Linked DNA regions of Oryctolagus cuniculus: region 1 is linked to region 2. Evidence: chromatin contacts called from public Hi-C data. All regions are on one chromosome and are shown on one strand. Each heading gives the region's core, a stretch centred on a gene start, on an enhancer-like site or on the middle of the called end of the contact. The rest is flanking DNA. Distances are from core to core; before and after follow the strand shown.

Region 1 (6,189 bases), core at 2,549-5,048, 100 kb after region 2:
CCCACATGGAAGGCCAGGAAGAAGCTCCGGGCTCCTGGCTTCAGATCGGCAGCTCTGGCTGTTGTGACCATCTGGGAAGTGAACCAGTGGATGGAAGATTTTCTCTCTCTGCCTCTCCTCTCTCTGTGTAACTCTGACTTTCAAATAAATAAATCTTTTTTTAAAAATGTCATAAACCTATTATTTATCTTCTGCATTTAAAATGCAGAATGCCATAATCATTGTATAAAATACAGCTTAAATGATGATTTTCTTTTTAAAAATGTAGGCAAAAACTATACATTTTAAACTGGATTTAACATATAATGGTTTTTTCCTTTGTTGACAATACAGCAATAAATTCATTAAGTAATTATCCACCCTGGAAGTATAAAAGCTATGCAGAACAATGCCAGAAGCCGATGCTATAGTTTTACAAAGAATGAGAAACAGCAATAAAGATGCAAACTGTGATGTCCTATAAATATCAGCACAAATGGACAATAACAAAGAGAACAGGACAAAAAGTTTTTGTTCACAGGTAATTATGATCTCCACTGCTAAATAACTCTAACTTTAGTTGTCATAGCTTCCACTCTTCACAAAATATTTGCAATGTTTTCCAGCTATTACTGTTTCATCAATGCAGGGGGAAAGGAAGACATAATGCTGAAAATAAGAGATAAAACAACCTTGACAGAGCAAAGAAAATGATTTTGCATGTCATCTATTTCTGCCATAATTGTAGAACTGAACAAGTATCTGAAAACTAAATACATATATATGTAAAAAATATATATATATACATACATTCAAAACTGCTCTCAGTCCACGCAACTATCCAATACTACAGAGAAAATAAAACTTAAGTTTTCTATATGTTGTAAAACAAAGACTTATTAGGAGAAGATTAGTTGTACCAAACTATCATATACACTGAATCTATTCTTCCAATTAAATTTTCCTTACTAGTTTCTTCTTGTTTTTCTGGTAACCAGAGTACATGGGAAAGGCTGCATAGTATCAGTAACACTGAAAGTTACTTTGTTGGGCCTGAATCCAAAGTCAACAATAAATTACATATTTTATAGAATCTTCTTTTAGTAATAGCCAAATTATGAAAGTAACAAGGGGCGCCGGATTCTGTCCCCAGTTGCTCCTCTTCCAGTCCACCTCTCTGCTGTGGCCCCGGAGTGCAGTGAAGGATGGCCCAAGTCCTTGGGCCCTGCACCAGCATCAGAGACCAGGAGGAAGTACCTGGTTCCTGGCTTGGGATCGGCGTAGCACCCCGGCCAGCGCATAGCAGCCACTTTGGGGGTGAACCAATGCAAAAAGGAAGACCTTTCTCTCTGTCTCTCTGTCTAACTCTGCCTGTCAAAAAAAAAAAAAAAAAAGTAACAAGATTTTAATTCTGCTTTTATTAGGGTTGAAAAATAATGAGAAAACCTGTAAATATAGAAAACAATTTTTTCATTACCAATAAATCCCAGCATTCAGAAACCTTTAACTTTTTAGTAAATCCCTTCCAATGATAGTTTGATTGATTATCTAATTAGATGACAGAAAAAACAATGTATTTTCAATATGGCCTTTTGATAAATGTTGTACATATCAAATATGAATTATATGACCTGTCAATTCCACAAAGGTTTCTAAAACAGTGAAGTGGTGAAAGAAGGTACAGAGTCCTGTGATTTAGAGACTGGCCCGTGACCTGAAATCTCTTTCATCAGCAATTTCTAGTATGGAAGCAACCAGCAAGACATAGGTTTTATTTTTATTTTCTTTCCACATTTAAGTAATGTTTTTATTTGCACTGTAAGAATAATCAAATTAATTATATTTGTATAATAATTTTAAGGCAGCTTAAATTCTAAGACTCAGCAATTTGTTTTGGAAGCCCAGCATTCAAAGTGTTGGTGCTTCTGGCCTATGAGAGGGTTCCTAGATAACAAGACCCTTTACATTCCAATTTCCTCTCATACAACATAAAATAAGGAATATTCTGTAAATACAGTCATTTTTCTTTTGGTCCCTCTCATTGTTTATGGAAATATGCAGATGTTATTACAAAGACTGAAATGACTTCATTAACAAAGCAACACCCAATGCTTAATAAGACACTTCCTTACACGGATAAAAGAACAAAACCAGCTATGACCACCAGCAATCTAGTTTAGTCTTATTTCTAGCCTCAGTGAGGTTCTGGTCAACTCAACGTATCAAAAGTCTTAAAATGCCATTCATTTTCTTCTGTCCGATGTTCAACAAAGTAAACCTAAAACACAGCAACTCAGATTTGTTACTTCCTACACAAACGTCTTTGAAAAGAAATCCTATAACAAAGAACCCCCCCCCCCAAAAAAAGGCAAAGTTTGCAAGAATTGCCTGTCTTTAAGTCAAACATTTCCTGATAAGTGACAGAAGGCCTAGCTGCCAGAAATACACTTTGCTGATCCTAGGAACGACCAAGGCTCAAAAACAAAATCTGCCACTTCTGTATTAGAAAATTAATTTGGCTAGGGGCTAATAGAACACGACCAGCGACGTGTCTCCGCGGACGCTTGCACATAAAGGAGAAGCGCCACGGACTGAAGCTACATGCTTTTGCCTTTTTTTTTTCTTCCAGAAGAAAAGCTAATTGTTAATGGCCATGTGACATTACAGAGCCCAGAAAGGAAAAGGTGGGGGGGGGGGGAGGAGTTCAAGGCAGTTCAGGGTCAGAACAAGCTCAGGCATCCTGTCATTAGCAAACGCTCCTCCAGCTCAAGGCAAAAGACTGCTTACTCAAAAAGCAGTGGGTGAAGAGTGGGGGAAGAACGCGGGGGAAGCCACCGGAGAGGCAGTTGTGGCAGTGTGGGGGGTGCCGAGAGGGAGGGGATCTGGAGCTATCCAGCGGAGTTGGGGCGCAGAGGCATCGGGCACAAAAACGCTGAGAAAAGCGGCTGCGACCGAAAGGGCACCGGCACCCCCCCACGCCATCGGGTCTCCGGGTTTCCCACATTCCCTCCATCTCCGCTCTGGACCAACACTCGAGGTGCGACCCGCCAGCAGGCGGCTGCCCTCCCCGAGCTTTGTCTCGGCCCGCTCCCCACGCGGGGGCTCCTCCTCCTCGCTCCCCACCGCGCACAGTCCCCGCGTCTCCAAGGAGCTGCAAGCGGCGGGCCACCGCCTCCTCGCCCACCTCCCGCGGCCCCGCGCCCCTTCCCCACCCCCCACCTCCCGAGCGCTCGACCCGGGCAGCGCCGCCCGCGCCTCCCGCTCCACCTCGCGGAGGGGGAGCTTTGTGTCTCCGGGGACTTTCTGTCTCTTTCCCTCCTCCGCCCCGCGGGGAGACCGGCCTCCCCTGGAGACCAAAGGGCGACCGTGAGCCCCGGAGGCGGCGGCCAGAGGCGCCTCTCGGGAGTGCTCCCGGCAGACACCCACACCCCACCCCACCCCCCGGAAATGCCTGGGCGACCCGGGGTCCGCGCGGGACCCGACAGGTGACAGGCACACGCGAGCGAGCCCCCCGCCCCCGGCGCCCGGCGGGTCGGCTCCCAACTTCCCGGCCGGGCCTGCGCCTCCTGCGCCCCCAGCAGCGCCTCGCCCGGCCCTCCCGTCCGTCCCACGCACCTTCCCGGCCCCCCTTGGCCCGGGGTCGGCCCGGCAGCGCGGGGAAGGCGCGGCCGCCAACTCACCAGCAAGTGCGGGGACCGCCTCGGGCGAGGCGCGGAGGGAAAGCGGCTCCGCCGACGCCCGCGGCGACCGGATGCAGGTCTGGGTCCCAGCGGTCGGCAGATCCGAGGCGTCTGCGAGACGCAGGCCTCCGTCGCCGCAGCCGCCTTCCGGCTGTAGCCCAGGGTCCGGAGCCTCCGGGAGGGGCCGCGGGTGTCTCACGCGTTGCCAAGCCCCCCGGTCAACATGGCTCCCGGGCCGCCGAGTCGCGCGGGCGGCCCCCTAATCCCCTCGGAGAAACTGGGGCGGGAGCGAGGCGGACAGGCAGGCGCCGACGCCCGGCTGAGGCGGCTCGGCCGGGCGCGGGCTCCTTCTTCTCTGCTCTGGGGCCGGACCGTGGGGCGCTGAGGAGACGGCGGGCGGCCGCTTTCGGTCGCTGCGTGTGCGTCGCTTTCTCACTCGGCGGCTGCGGATTGACGCCTCCGCCTGTTCCCCGGAGGAGAGCGAGCCAGAGAGAAAAAAGACTTTTATTGAAACGATCCAACCAGCAGCGGCAGAGAAAGGCGACCGGCCGCGGGAGCTTCCCCCACCCCCGCCTGAGCCGCTCGCCGGGGGCAGCGCGACCCCTGCCGGCGGCGGCGGCGGCGGCAATGGGGGCGGAGCCGGCGGGCAGGGGGTGGGGCCTGAAGGGCGGGGCGGGGTATCCCCAGGAAACCCCCTGCCCCCAGGCGGGGGTCTGGGCTGGGGACGACCCTTCGGGAGTGAAAAAAGTAAGCAGTGGCTGTCAAGGAAGACCGGGGAAGAAATTATCTGAATAAGTCAGCCCCTTCATTTCCCACCCCCACCCCCAGCACACACAACTCTTGCTTGCAAAGATCCAAATAATTATTGTGCAAAGTATCAATGCGCCTGTTTTTGGTCCTTCTAAAAGGCTGATGTCAAAGGACCCGTGTGGATTGCTGCAAACTCTCCCTTCGTTGTGTGTGGTGAGTTGGGTACTGGTGCAGCAGTCACGCAAACACACGCAGTTTACAAGTTAAGCTACAATTTTATGTATAATACTACCAAAAATATTGGGTCCTCAGGAGGCCAGGAGGCTAACCCCAGTGAAGGATGATCAACAATTATAATTAAAAACCGGAGCGTGGTGAGAGGGAGCTACAGGTGTGCTGAGAGCACCACGGACCACCAGTGCACCTGGTTAGGTTTGTTTTCCTGGGGGAGGCGGGCTTCCACAGGTTGGCCCAGTTTCTGCAAATGTTTCTACTTTCTTCTTTCCCAGAGGTTAAAAGCTAGTTCAGGAATGAACAGCAGAGTGAAAGTGAAGACAAACTAAAGTAATACTGACCCATTTTTTCCCACTAATAAGGATAAAAGCATGAAGTGAAAACAAACTTAAACCCCTAGAGGGAGGTGATGAGAGGATTGAAAAAAAGAAAAAGAGACCGGATGCAGAAAACCTAAACAAGGAAAAAAAAAACCTTAACCACATAAAAGGCCTGTGAAGTGAGATGTAAATATTGTTCCCATTTTAACACTGGAGGTAGACAATATATTTTGAATGCAATTTCAAATCACATTATGTCCTAAGGACTTCTGACAGTTGACTTAGATTCCTGGATGAATCTCCTTAAAATACTGCCTGCTGACTTCTTTCTCTTGTTGGGCAAGTTAAATGTATCTGCTGTAACACTCAACATGTCAGTTAGATTGCTCCTGGGCCGCCAAAATGAGCAGGACCCGTAAATTAGCGGCAATTATGCTCTACACACATTTAACACTTGTTTACCATGCGGCAATGCAAATCCATATAACAAGCTTTCCTTTAGAGCAACTGTGCTTTTTAAAGAACTGATGTTTATACAGGCCTACTTATGTTGCCAAGCCTCTTCACATACTTGCCTTATTTTTAAAAATAATTGAATGATTTTTTGATCCCTTAGTAAATATTAAAAATCACCAAGAAAGAAGTTTACAAAATTACATCCTGAGTTTCAGCACCAATAATCCCCCCTTCTTATCATCGGATTGGAATTGCTGTTAGAACTATAGATTATTCCAACTGCCTCTTCTAAAGCTGTTAAAGAACACCGTCTCTGGCCGGTGCTGTGGTGTAGCAGGTAAAGCCGCCGCCTGCAGTGCCGGCATCCCATATGGGCGCTGGTTCGAGATCCGGCTGCTCAACCTCCAATCCAGCTCTCTGCTATGGCCTAGGAAAGCAGTAGAAGATGGTCCAAGTCCTTGGGCCCCTGCACCCGAATGGGAGATCCACAAGAAACTCCTGGCTCCTGGCTTTGGATCAGCTCAGCTCCGGCTGTTGCAGCCAACTTGGGGAGTGAACCAACGGATAGAACTCTCTCTTTCTCTCTCTCTCTCTCTCTCTGTGTCTCCCCTCTTCTCTCTCTGTGTGACTCTTTCAAATAAATAAATAAATCTTTAAAAAAGAGAGAGAGAACATCATCTCTTCTTCCTACATTTTTATGATCACAAATATTTCATTATTAGGATTTAATTTATTGATCTATTTGTTCTTTCAGTTAAAAATCATTTACC
Region 2 (6,178 bases), core at 3,179-5,678:
TAACTATAAATACATACAGGAAAGGAAGAAAAGTTGCACTACAAAAAACCCAATTTCATAATAAGGCATTATTATGAAAAGCATATAAAGCAAACAAAACAAATAATTGGCAGAAATAAGTCCTTCCTTACAAGTAATTTAAATAGTCTAAAGTCTCTAGGACAGATTGGTAGAATAGAAATATGATCTGGGCTGGCGCTGTGATGTAGTAGGTTAAGCCTCTGCCTGCAGCATCAGTATTCCATATGGGTGTTGGTTCATGTCCTGGCTGCTCTTCTTCTGATCCAGCTCTCTGTTTATAGTCTGGGAAAGCAATAGAAGATGGCCCAAGTGCTTGAGCCCCTGCACCCACATGGGAGACCTAGAACAAAGTCCTGGCTCCATGGCCTTGGATAGGCCCAGCTCCAGCTGTTTCGACCATTTGGGGAGTGAACTAGCAGGTGGAAAACCTTTCTGTCTGTCCCTCCCTATCTTTCTCTAACTCTGTCTCTCAAATAAATAAAATCTTAAAAAAATATATGAATCATCAATATACAATATGTAAGAGACTCACTTTAGATACACAGACACAAAGAGATTAAAAACAAAAGGGTGGAAAAGGATATTCCAAATAACAGCCAGAAGAAACAAGAAGTAGCCATATTTCTGTCAGAGAAAAAGAAACTGTTAAAAAAAAGTTATAGGGCATGCAGGGACATTATATATGTAAAAAGTCCACTCCATGGCCATGAGATACATGTACCCAACTATAGAGCCCTAAAACATATGAAGTAAACACTGACAAACCTAAAGAAAAATTACAAATTTTCAATAGAAAAACTACATAGATCAATTAAAAACAGAAAAATTGAACATTCTAAACCAATTAGAGACAACAGACATGTCAAACTCTCCACCTACCTCCTTTCTTAGAATGAGATAATCTTGTGTGCACATGAAACTGTTTCCTGAATAAATCCTATGAGGGTACTTTGGGAAGCTTATGGAAAATGAAATTAAAAGTTGTTTATTTTGGTGCAACAGAATACAATGATGGTATTCAACATAAGAAACGATGTAAGAAAATCAACCAATGCAATATATATTAACAGCATGAAGATAAATCACAAATAATTCAACTGATGTGGAAACATAGCTTAACAAAATTCACCTTTCAGGGTAAAGTCACTCAATAAACCAATGCTAGAAGGAACTTCATTAATATAAAGTCACACATGAAAAACTCACAGCTGGGGGCCAGTGTTGTGCCACAGTGAGCTGAACTGAGCTGCTGCCAACACCCCATATTGGAGCCCTGATTCAAGTCCTGGCTTCTCTGCTTCCAATTCAGCTCCCTGCCCAATGCACCTGGGAAGGAGGAAAAGACGGCCCAAGTACCTGGGCCCTTGACATCCACATGGGAGACCTAGATGGAGCTCCAGGCTCCTGGATTCTGGCTTCTGCCTAGACCAGCCCTGGCTGTTGCAGCCATTTGAGGAGTCAACCAATGGATAAATAAACAAATAAACAAATAAAGTACATCTTTAAAAAAGAAAAACCCACAGCACATACCATATTCAACAGTGGAAGACTGAAAGCTTTCCCTCTAAAGTCAGAAACAAGAGGAAGCCTACTTTACAATTTCTATTCAACATTTATTTTCCTGGAAATTCTAGTCAGAATAATTAGGCAAGCTACCACAGTACTCAAAACATTGTGGTACTGTCTTTATGGATAGATATATAGATGCACAGACTGATGGATCACAACTGAGAACACAGAAATAAATCCTCACATTTATGATCAACTGATTTTTGACAAGGGTGTCATATCTTTCTAGGAGGGAAGATAAATCTTTCCAACAAATGGTGCTGGAAAAACAGGCACAGGTAAAAGAATGAAGGTAGACTTTACCTTATACAATATGTAAAAATTAAGTCAAAATTGATTAAGGCCCTAAATCAAAGAGCTAAAACTATAAAACTCCTAAAATGGGTAAAGTAGGAACTGGCATTGTGGCATAACAGGTTTAGCTGGTTTGAGTCCAAGCTGCTCCACTTCCTTATTTTTTTTTTAAAGATTTATTTTAAATATTTGAAAGAGTTACAGAGAGAGGTAGAGACAGAGAGAGGTCTTCCATCTGCTGGTCCACTCCCCAGAAGGCCGCAATGGCTGGAGCTGCGCTGATCCAAAGCCAGGAGCCAGGAGCTTCCTTTGGGTCTCCCATGAGGGTGCAGGGGCCCAAGGACTTGGGCCATTTTCTATTGCTTTCCCAGGCCATAACAGAGAGCTGGATCGGACGAGGAGCAGCCAGGACCAGAACTGACACCCACATGGGATGCTGGTGCTTCAGGCCAGGGCTTTAACCTGCTTTGCCACAGCGCCGACCCCAGCTACTCCACTTCCAATCCAGCTCCCTGCTAATGTTGACTAGGAAAGAAGCAGCAGAAGGCCCAAGTGGCTGGGCCCCTGCACCCACATCGGAGACCCAGATAAAGGTCCTGGCTCCTGGATTTGGCCTGGCCCACCCAGAGTTGTTGCAGCCATTTGGGGAGTGAACCAGCAGATGAATATCTGTCTCTCCCTCTCTCTCTCTGAAACTGTGCCTCTAATATAAATAAATAAATATATTTTTTTAAAAAAAGAAACACTGTAAACTATATAAAAAAGTATATGAACAGACATGTCTCTAGAGTAAATATATAAATGGCAAAAAAAAAAAAAAAACCAAACATGAAAAGACGCCCAACATTACTAATCATTAGGTAAAGACAAATCAAAGCTACAAGGAGATACCACTTCCCTTCTATTAAAATGGATATAGCAGTAGAAAAAGGAAAATGGGTACTGGTGAGGATATAGTAATAGAAAAGGGAAACTGGGTATTGGTGAGGATGAGGAAACATTTGAATTCTCGCGCACTACTACAGGGAATGTAAAACAACTGCTGTGGGAAACAATTTGATGGTTCCTCATGAAGCTAAATACAGAATTATCACATGACTTTACAATTCCACTCTTTACAGTTAAAAGAATTGAAAACAGGAACTCAACAGATATGTCTACAACCATGTTCACAGCAGTTTTTTTTTTTTTTTTTTTTTTTTTGGATAGGCAGAGTTAGACAGTGAGAGAGAGAGACAGAGAAAGTGAGTTATAGACAGTGAGAGAAAGACAGAGAGAAAGGTCTTCCTTCTGTTGGTTCACCCCCCAAATGGCCGCCACGGCCAGTGCTGTGTGCCGATCCAAAGCCAGGAGCCGAGTGCTTCCTCCCAGTCTCCCATGTGGGTGCAGGAACCCAAACACTTGGGCCATCCTCCACTGCCCTCCTGGGCCACAGCAGAGAGCTGGACTGGAAGAGGAGCAACTGGGACTAGTACCCAGCGCCCCAACCGGGACTAGAACCCGGGGTGCCGGCGCTGCAGGCAGAGGATTAGCCTAGTGAGCCACAGTGCTGGCCAACAGCAGTCTTACTTACAACAGCTAAAACAGGGAGGGAGGGACCCCAGTGACCCTCAACTGAAGAATGGATAAACAAAATATATATATTTATAATACATTATTATTTAGCCATGAGAAGAAATGAAGTTCTGGTAAATGCCAAAAATGGATGAACCATCAGAATACTATGCTAAACTAAATTAAATAAGTGAAACACAAAAAGGACAAATACGGTATAATTCCATTTATAAAAAATATCAAAAACAGATTCCACAGAGACAGGAAGTAGATTAGAGGTTATCAGGAGCCGGGTGGGGAGACTAAATAGGGAATTATTTCTTAGTAAGTTTGAAGTGATGGGCAATTCTGGAATGGTGGTAATTATCATACAACTTTGTTAATATAATTAACACCACTGAATTCTGTACTTACAAGTAGGTAACATTTTATGTTGCATATATCTTAACACAACTTAAAAAAAGGTAAAGAAAATCCACATGAATTATCTTGAATCTAAAAGATAACCACAGCATGTTAATAACTAATTAGTCTTTTGACTCTAAACTGATAAGGGAGCCAACAGTGTGCAGCTGCTCTACAGACCAGGAGTGACACATTCAAAATAAAAGAAATACCTTCTCTTACCTTAAGAACCTTGTCAGTTTAAGAGGAACCATAAGTGGTCAAGGTTCAAAATTTCTGAGTTTCAACTGTCTTCACTTCAGAGTTTTCAGGATCTGAATGGTGCTCAATTATCAAACAAAACAAAATACATTCATTTGCCTGCCAAATTTCTTAATAAAATGAATACCTCAGAACCTCCCAAGGAAGAATTTTATGTAACAACTGGATATACTTCTTCACCTTTTATATTCAAGAATCACACTTAGAATAACTAACTATATGCCAAGTTTGCAACAAATCAAATCTTTACAATATGAAATACTAAGTTTGATACTTTGTAACTAAGAGTGCTATCCTGTAAAATTACAGCAGAGATTAATAAACGGTCAGCAAAAATACAAAGCATCACTTTTGGCACAGTGAGACAGTGCTATTTTAAGAATGACCCATTAAAAAAAAATTCCACTACTCAGTTTTCTTCCCTAAGAAAGAAGTGTGACTCAACAAAACCACATTTTAACAACATGGAGATTTTGTTATTATAAATTTCAAAACAAAATGGAGGAATTTTCACATAATATTTATAACCTTCAAAGTACAATATTAATACATGTCTGTCAGTTAGAAATAACAGCAGTTTGTTAGGCTACAGGGTTTAACATAAAACCAACTTACAAATGTGAAAAGCAGTAGTGGTCCAATATTCACCATTACAACATGAGTCTGTTTCTTCCAGAACATTTTTTTTAAAATTAAAACTTCAGTATCATGAAAATATTAAAATAACACCCCCAAACATGCCACAATCACTATTCACAAATAAAGTTAAAATGAAATATACAAAAATTCACTTAATACTGTTAAATAACAATAAACTACAAGATTTCCTGAACAGAAATGGTAGGACCCCTGAATGTTTTACAGTGAATGCCAGGAAAAAAAATTAAGTTATGACTATTTTCATGATATAAGGCAAAAATTTACATGACCATTTCAAAATATACCAAGTAAGATTTATAGTTTATAAGATGCACTAAACAAATAGTCCTTAAAAGTGAACACAAATGCTTTTAAAACACTGTTTCCAACACCAAAGTGTTTATGATGTTCTCTTAAAACTAATATTTAGTATCTCTAGTAAACAGATAATACCTACAATGCTTTAAAGCAGTCCTCTAAGTTCTCATTTCTTTCATTTGCAATTTATCATGGCTCATTCAAGGACATATTACAGCTTTAAGCTGATTCCAAGTGAATGTTACAGAAATACACACAGCCCCCAAATGAAAGAAACTGTTCCCCAATGAAGGATCATCCTTTCTAATAAAAAAAGAAATGTATTTAAAACAAATAAAAGCAGGACCTTTTATGCTTGAATTGACTTATATGGCTAAATTTTAACTAAATTAAAGGACAAGGTAAAATAGATGAGTGTATTAGTATACAGATATCCAGTAATATACAGCAGACATTTCTAAAATGAGGAATAATAGGTAAAAATGAGCGATTTTGGTGCTTTATTAGTCTAATGTGAAATCTCCAAAATGTCAGATGTTCACTTTCTTGAATCAAATTCTGCATCACATACTTTCCTAGACATAATGTGTTTATCAATCTCTTAGCTACTCTTTATTAATGTTCAATAAGAAATTATACAGCATGAACTTAGAGTGTTCAAGATGGCTCACTTATTTTACTGTTAAGCAAAGCTAATTTACATTCCAGGAAACACTGCAGTTTAATTTTAAAAACAAACAAACAAACAAACAAACAAACAATGCAGCAGTAAAACAATTCGTGAGGAAAAACATATGCATTCACATATAATAAAGCCACTGCAACTTCAGGCATCCAACTATTGTGTTAAACAGACAGTAGTTACTTAGCAGCAATGATTCCGCAATAAATAATGCACTGTGTTTCTCAGTCCTGCACAAAAATTGCAGCTACAGTTACATCAATAGCTGTAACCTACTGGCTCTAATGGCAGAGAAGACCTGAAAACTGACTGTACAAAAACATTGTCACACTGTGACAACAAATATAAAAACAATCTGTAGGTCTGAAATAAAAAGACTCCACTGCGAAGAGGACAGTGTAGACAAACGGAGATTCCAAGTTCACCAAAAGAAAT

The links. Hi-C and Micro-C count contacts between places; a contact is called where the count stands out from the background.
Region 1: a Hi-C map of an unstated tissue shows a contact between it and region 2, with 2.9 times the contacts expected there. The contact joins the promoter of CDK17 here to the enhancer-like site in region 2. A contact is called at or near these places in 2 of 6 Hi-C or Micro-C datasets (liver and an unstated tissue).

Annotation. Positions count from the first base shown.
Region 1 is chr11:99,228,761-99,234,949 of mOryCun1.1, forward strand. It overlaps CDK17 (cyclin dependent kinase 17), which reads right to left and starts at 3,799. Exons shown (of 17, transcript XM_051845785.2): 1 at 3,660-3,799.
Region 2 is chr11:99,123,708-99,129,885 of mOryCun1.1, forward strand. It overlaps CDK17 (cyclin dependent kinase 17), which reads right to left. Exons shown (of 17, transcript XM_051845785.2): 17 at 4,199-6,178. Among named protein-coding and RNA genes, the nearest start is that of ELK3, 77 kb to the left of the region's middle. Within about 2 kb of position 4,429, at least 1 of the 8 cell types and tissues checked has an H3K27ac peak or open chromatin away from gene starts, as enhancers often do.